Regions from separate parts of the Gossypium hirsutum genome. Here region 1 is linked to region 2. Evidence: chromatin contacts called from public Hi-C data. All regions are on one chromosome and are shown on one strand. Each heading gives the region's core, a stretch centred on a gene start, on an enhancer-like site or on the middle of the called end of the contact. The rest is flanking DNA. Distances are from core to core; before and after follow the strand shown.

Region 1 (3,871 bases), core at 108-2,607, 100 kb before region 2:
CTCAAGTTGAATTTGAGATGCTTAACCTAGTACTTCTCCTATACTAAAATCTAGTATGAGCTACAAAACTAGGTTGGGTAAACAACTACAAGCAGAAACATAAAGTCAAGACTTCAGAACTATAGCAATATAAGAAACATTACACACTCATACTAATCAAACTCCAAGGAGATTTTACAACTGTATTGTGGTAAACTTATCGTGTTCTGCAAAGATGAACATTATATGAAAGGAAACATCAATAAAAGACAAGCCAAGGCAAGGATGCAATCACTGGTATATTTTTATCATCGTTAGCATTTTTGAATAAGTTTAAAAATCTATGTCTTTTATCATTTCCATTCTCTCATTTCTGTGTCTAACTAGCATGAAAAACTTCCAAACTCCACTAGTAGATTTATTCCCATAACAGTAAGATGCAAAACAAAATAAGCCATAAATTCCACTGAAAAAGAAGAAAAAAACAAACAAAAACAAGAACAGGCCATCATTTAAGACCCTAAAAGGCTTAACACAACAATGGCATCAACAAAACTAAAAACTCATTCGAAATCATGCATTACAAGAATACCAAACCTAAACTAACTTGACTACCAGAAAGGTTCAGATGCAATTAAAGGGACAGAGTAATAAATAAAATATATTTATGAAAGGAAAAAGGAAGCCAAAAACAGCAGAACATGAAGGATTCACATAGCTTCATTCTCCATCATATTTGGTTCACTTAAAATTTTGCACCCCCTTTTTCTTTTCTGTAATTTCACCTGAAAGGAACCTCAAAATTCAGGAACTTCCAAACTAAAATTGCAATTTTACCTGACAAAGGTTAACGTCTGATGCCCAAGTAACCCTTTTTGATTTGTGCACTCCTCGCATATTTACAGATCGTAAAAAAATACAATATATTGTGTTAAGAAAGAGTCGCTAAAAAAATGATCCTTTTCCAGCTTCGATTCTCGGTAAAATGTTAAAAGTCCAATTCCCAAAAGCACCGATTTTAGGGTTGGGTCGATTAAAACCCAAACTCCAACACCACTGTCCCAAGAAAGATAAGAAAAGAAAATGAGACCCAGCAGTTAAATCAACTTACCTCTTTCGAAAACCCTAATTGTAAGAAAATAAAGAAGGAATCGATTGAAAAGCCCTACATATCTATTTCTAATTATCTAATATCTGGAAAGAGAGAGATTCAAGGCAACCCTAGAACGGTTTTTCCTTTTTGTCCTTTCCCCGTTTTTCTATCTGATTTATTTTCCGCGTTTCTCTGTTAAATATATTTCTCTTTTTTTTTTAGGAAAAAATAAATCTCTCTCTCTTTCTTTCTGGGCTTCTGTTCTGTGCTATGGATGACGAACGCAATCTATAGAACGCGTGGAAGTGGAAGGATGATTTGGATTGCTCGTGTTGTATTTACACGCGCTGTAAATGCAAGTGCGATTAAAACGAATTGGACTTTTGAGCTGAAATGTTCATATTCTGACTCAGTTTCATTTGGGTAAATTCCACAAATACTCCTTAAATTAAGCTTAAGTTTATGTTTATCAAAACTTATATTATGCTCGTTAACCCTTTGATGAAATAAGACTCAAAGATTGATAACTAATTTGATCTCTTAATTAAAATTAAAAGATCAATTTGATATTTTAAAAAATTAATGATAATTTTAAAAAATCTAAATATGTCAAAAAATTATTTAAAAAATCTAAAAATCATAATTTATTTTATAAAATTATAAAAAAATATTTTTATAAATTTGTAAATATGAATTCTTTAAAAAATTTAAAAAAAATTCTAAACAATTCAAATCAAATTTGATAAGTATGGATTAATTTGAAGTTGGATAATAAAGTGATGGACTAGATGGGAAAATAGTCTAAGCTTGTAAATTAGTCATGGTCATAAAGAGGTAAAATGTTGAAGGACCTCGAAGAATAATAAACCATGAGATGTTATATTGTGAATTTATTAATTGGAATGAGAGCTATTAGATCAATTTCATGTGTTTTAATCTGGACCTTACTAATGGCAAAATGGGAAAAAGCACTGAGAAAATGTGTAGGGACCAATATTAGCCACTCGATCAAAGTTTCCATGTTTAATTAGGAGCCATTGGATCAAAGTTGAAAGTAAAGAGTGAAAGGAACCATTGGATCATGGTCAATTGATGGGAAAATAAATCCTAACCTTTGGATTTGATATGAGAATTGTTGGGAATTTCATGGAAGAGATGAGAATCGTATTCAAGGGATTGCAGATTGACGAAATTTATTATTAAATTAATTACTAAAAATAATTATTAATATAATCAATTTACAAGTTAGTAATGTGAATCCAAAATTAAAATGTGAATCCAAAATTAAAATATGAATTAAAGTAATTAAATTAATTAAACTAAAATAACCTAATTAAATTAAGTAGTTTAAAATAGCTTAATGGAATCTCCTATTCCTAGTGTCGACGATTTGAGTTCCCAGTCTATTTTCGATTAAATAACCAATTATCAATTAAGTCGCTAATTACCCTCGGTTGAGTTGTTTACCATCCGTAGGTAAGAATACCCTCTCAGTCTCATCTTTACTAAGGATTACCACCTAAGTCACCCTTTTGGTCTCTTCCTAGGCTTACATATACTCTCTTGATCTCACCGCTTAGCACAAGTATACTCGACAGGATACCCTCTCGGTCTCACCTGTCTAGATATTCTATTAGGGGTGTCACTCCCTAATATACTAAGTACTATTGAATAAACACTCAATTTTAGATAAATAATTACGTAATTAATAAATCAAATTCATAACTAAAACATGCTAGATATGAAATAAGCACAAGATTTATTCTAATATTCATACAAACGTTAATTGGTCAGAGAAACAAAATATAAATAGATAAATTTCTCATTGATAATTAATTGAGGTGCGGTGTCGGAGCAATCCCCGCTCGCAACCGTCTTCAGATCGGAACAGGAAGAATTACGACTAAGCAAACATAAATAAAAATACAAAGAAAAAATAAAAACTATTTAATTGTCTAGCTATCAACAACCAACCCTCCTAATGAGATTATAATAGTGTATACATAAGCAAAATCTAGGGCAACATTAAGGCAATTTATTCCTAAAATACCTCTAGTTTAATAAAGAAAATACAGGTTTAATAAATAATAAACAAAATATATATAGTTTTAAAATTTTGATCACGTGGCTACTGATGTCAGCAATTTGTCATGATGATGCCATGACATGAACCCTATTTTTAGCCTTTGATGCTTCTAAGTTCAATGTTGCGACGTCGAATGTTGATGTCGTGACATGACCATTATTCCTTGCATACTTAAGCCCAAATTGCTGCCCTACATACTCAAATAACCCATTAGTCATACCCGAGGCTCGAGTTCGCCTTACGAGTCATCAAAACACTAAAAACTGGGTAAAACACTTATTTTACCAAAACTAAACCTAAGCAAATAAAAACTGAAAATGAAATAAAAGCATATAAAAACACTAGAAAACAAGCTGGTTAAGTGCCAGAAAAGCCTTAATTTGCCACAACGAATTGTGGCAGATCAAACTCCTCCACACTTAAGTCGCTGCTTGCCTTCAAGCATCAAAAGAAAATAAAAAAAATATATAGCTAAACAATATACTTGAGTTAGCTTCATACACGAGATTAGATTAGAGCATCGACACTAGGAGGATTTGTCTAAATATACAACTCTAGCTAGAAATTTAAACAATTCAAAGTTATTTACACCTAAACAGGTTAGTTCAATAAATTATAAAGTAAACAAGTTAAAGAAAATTAAATATATGTTTCCATCAAAATGTATATACGAATATAGCATTTATTTTTGCTGGGTACAGTTAGTTCGAATG
Region 2 (4,000 bases), core at 217-2,716:
AAACTGAAAAAAAATATTAATTCATTTTATTTTCCTTTTATCTGTTGAATTAGACATGAAATTTGATTTAATATACAATATGATATATAAACTTTAATTTTATACAATTGTATAAATAATATTTTGATTTGATTAAATTTTCATAAATAACTTATAATAACATCACATATCACATATACAAATAATTCGAATATCCCACCTAAAAATAAATTTATATATATAAATGCATACAATTAATCAAATTAAAGTCCATATCCATTTGAAATAAGTAAATTTGAATATTTTCATAATGAAGTCGTATGATAATCTATATAACAAATTGCATTGCAATCACATACCATAATCTTTAAGCGATTAATCTTATTAAATTACATCTATGAGTAAAACGTGTTCGAGGGATTAATTTTATAAATAGGACAGAACAAACAGCGATAGGAAAGAAACGTATCCTCACCTCCCAATCAAACATGTCATCATTAACATTTATTTTGTCAGTCTTATTGTTTCAACTCCTCTGTACCTCACACCCATGTCAACGCATCCTCACCTCCGCCGCAGCTGGCGGAAGGTGGCAACTCCTGCAAAAAAGCATCGGCATCTCCGCCATGCACATGCAACTCCTTAGCAATGACCGTGTCGTTGCCTTTGATAGAACTGATTTTGGGCCATCAAATCTGCCACTACCGAAAGGGAAATGCCGTTTTGACTTGAATGACACTGCTCTCAAACAGGATTGCACGGCGCATTCAATTGAGTACGATGTTTGATCGAATAAGTTCAGGCCACTTATGGTCCAAACCGACGTCTGGTGCTCTTCCGGTGCCGTCACGCCCAATGGTGATCTAGTCCAAACCGGTGGCTTCAATGACGGTGAACGTAAAGTGAGGGTCTTTAGCCCGTGCAGTTCATGCGATTGGCAAGAATCAAATAACGGGTTGGCAGCCAGAAGATGGTATTCGACCAACCATATCTTGCCAGATGGAAGACAAATCATTGTCGGCGGTCGAAAGCAATTTAACTACGAGTTTGTTCCTAAAAACATAGCGGCCAACACGTTCGATTTGCCTTTCTTGTTTGAAACCAATGATCGAGAAGTCGAGAACAATCTCTACCCTTTTGTTTTCCTTAATGTTGATGGAAACTTATTTGTTTTCGCTAACAATCGAGCCATTTTGCTTGATTACGTGAAAAATAAAGTTGTCAAGAGGTATCCGACAATTCCAGGTGGCGATCCTAGAAGCTATCCAAGCACTGGTTCGGCTGTCTTGCTTCCATTGAAGAACTTGAAAGCATCAGCTATTCAAGCTGAAGTTTTGGTGTGTGGAGGTGCTCCTAAAGGATCTTATTCCCAAGCCACACAAGGTGAGTTCATTGGAGCCTTGAAGCCTTGCGCCAGGATCATAATAACCGACCCCAACCCAAAATGGGTCATCGAGACTATGCCACTAGCTAGAGTTATGGGTGACATGATATTGCTTCCAAACGGCAACGTTTTGCTCATTAATGGGGCCGGGTCAGGGTCAGCTGGTTGGGAATTTGGTCGGAACCCGGTTTTAAATCCGGTTTTATACCGGACGGATAACAAAATCGGAACACGTTTCGAAACACATACCCCGACCAAGATTCCACGGATGTATCACTCCACAGCAGCATTACTTCGTGATGGCAGAGTTTTAGTTGGTGGAAGCAATCCTCATACTTATTACAATTTTACAAGTGTTCTATTCCCTACTGAACTAAGATTAGAGGCATTCTGTCCGCCGTATTTGGAGGCTAAATTCAACAATTTGCGACCAACAATCGTTGGTCCAAACTCAATGTCGGGAATCAGCTACGGGAAAACGCTAACACTTGAAATGGAGATTAGGGGTAAAGTAGAAGAAAAATTAGTGTGGATAACAATGGTGGCACCAGCTTTCAATACACATTCATTCTCTATGAATCAAAGGTTGCTTGTACTTGGAAATGACAAAATAACAGCTTTGGGGGAATCAAGGTATAACATTGAGGTAAGGACGCCAAGATCGGGTAATCTTGCGCCAGCAGGGTTTTATCTTTTATTTGTGGTCCATCAAGACATTCCCAGCATGGGAATTTGGGTCAAGTTGCAGTAAAGAAGACAAAAAGATTCTTCGATTTCTTTCAAATATCCAAAAACAAATGCTCTGCTAATTTGCATGGTCGTTAAAGATTAGTTTGATTCCTTGCTGGTCTATATACTTGTTATTATTAAGAAATGTGACATAGATATGTTTGGTTCTTTTATTCATTATATATGGTCAAATTATGATATATACCCAATGGCTTTGACAAGTTACTTTTAGCTCAAATAATAATGAACACTGTGGGGTTGGTCATTTACCTCTTATTATCCACCTGGTCGTGTTGCATAGCTCCGATTTTTCCCGGTAACATACAAGATCTATATGGGCCAATTGGGATAGATTAAAATGGGTTAATTAATGTCATTTTTATATGCCATTCATGTGTGGATGTTGGAGAGAAAGTTATAAACTACTAAGTTGTGTTGGATCAGAAGATGGATACAAACGAGAGAAGTCGGACAAGTAAAACGATGGTTTTTTGTCTAGAAATTGTGTAATCACGGGGCTGGTTGTGATTCTAAAGTTCACGGGCATGCAAATTTTGGCTCAATAATGATGGGGTTTCTTTGTAACTTTGTATGTGGTCTATATATCTAAAGCAATCAAAGTGAGGAATATCTTTCATTTCGGCATATAATAAAAAATAAATAAATAAATAAAAGCACATGGAAGTTATATAGCTTAGTGATAATATCTGTGATTAGACTCTGAAAATAATAGTTTTTTTTATACTCCTATTACTTGGATTAAATTCAAAATTGAGTTAAACCAGATATTTAAATAAAGACAAACTCTCTCATCATTATTTTTTTCATCCACGATACTTGAACCCGTTATTCAAAATCAATGAGATGTTGCATGGAAGACTCACCCCACCACATATACCATTAACCATGCTAGGAGCTTTTTCATCCCATAATCTGCTCAATCAACCAATGTTACCAAAGCAATCGAGAGTGGTGCGATGGCAATCACTTAACGGCATTATGGGTTTATCAAATGTAGATGAGGCTTGTTTTGATGTGGTTATCTAAACGAGCTTCGTACTATTTTATTGACGAACGCTAGTTAAATTGCTTAATGAAATTACCTTTTGTGGTTTGCAAATAATAATGGAAAACTACAAAACATGGGGTGGTGATAAAAATTATTAGACGTAATTAAATAGTGCAACGATGGATGGATAGCCAATTAGTGGAGAGGAAGAGGCACATGGTTTGATGCACCAATGGGGACTACCCTTACTTACCCGCTTTCTTTTTCTCTAAGAGAATAAAATTATTTATTAATAAAGAAAAGCTTGAAACAAGGGGTGCATACTACACTGTATCTGAATCAAGTAGAAACATCAAAAAGCAAACAAATATACATACACACAAGCATTGTTGATCACTCGATCCCCATTTATGCGAGGGAATTGGAATTGGGTAAAATTATTATGAAATTAAATTGTATTTTGTTTTCTTTATTTAAAAGATAGATAAATTAATTTATAATATATATTGTAAATTGATCATTTTTGTTAAAATTTACATCTATTTTTACTGTTAAAAACTTATCTATGTACATTATAATGTGGTACATATAGTATGTCACATAACTATTTGATTATTTTATTAGTCATGTTAATTTTTAACAGTTGAAATGGATAAAATTTTTAATAAAAAAATCCATTTAATCTTCGATTTAATGTATAAGAATTTTTTTAAAATAAAAAGAACAAAATGTAATTTGTCTCCTAATATAGAATTCAACTTCTATGATATTTTTAGTGAAAGAATTGCAGTTGCTTAATGTACCCGATCAGCTAATCAATCTCATTAAGAATTCTCCATTCCCTCACTGCAAGTCAAGAAATGGAAGTTTTCGAATCTGATTCCATCACTAACACATAA

Evidence for each region. Hi-C and Micro-C count contacts between places; a contact is called where the count stands out from the background.
Region 1: a contact with region 2 is called in a Hi-C map of leaf, with 2.0 times the contacts expected there. The contact joins the promoter of LOC107910713 here to the enhancer-like site in region 2. A contact is called at or near these places in 6 of 34 Hi-C or Micro-C datasets (callus and leaf).

The regions. Positions count from the first base shown.
Region 1 is chrD02:22,651,886-22,655,756 of Gossypium_hirsutum_v2.1, reverse strand. It overlaps LOC107910713 (zinc finger CCCH domain-containing protein 6), which reads right to left and starts at 1,357. Exons shown (of 4, transcript XM_016838678.2): 1 at 817-1,357. The coding sequence starts at 876.
Region 2 is chrD02:22,547,482-22,551,481 of Gossypium_hirsutum_v2.1, reverse strand. It overlaps the pseudogene LOC107910714. Among protein-coding and RNA genes, the nearest start is that of LOC121214710, 5.4 kb to the right of the region's middle. Within about 2 kb of position 1,466, at least 4 of the 9 cell types and tissues checked have an H3K27ac peak or open chromatin away from gene starts, as enhancers often do. A contact at or near this core is called in leaf, where this site is marked.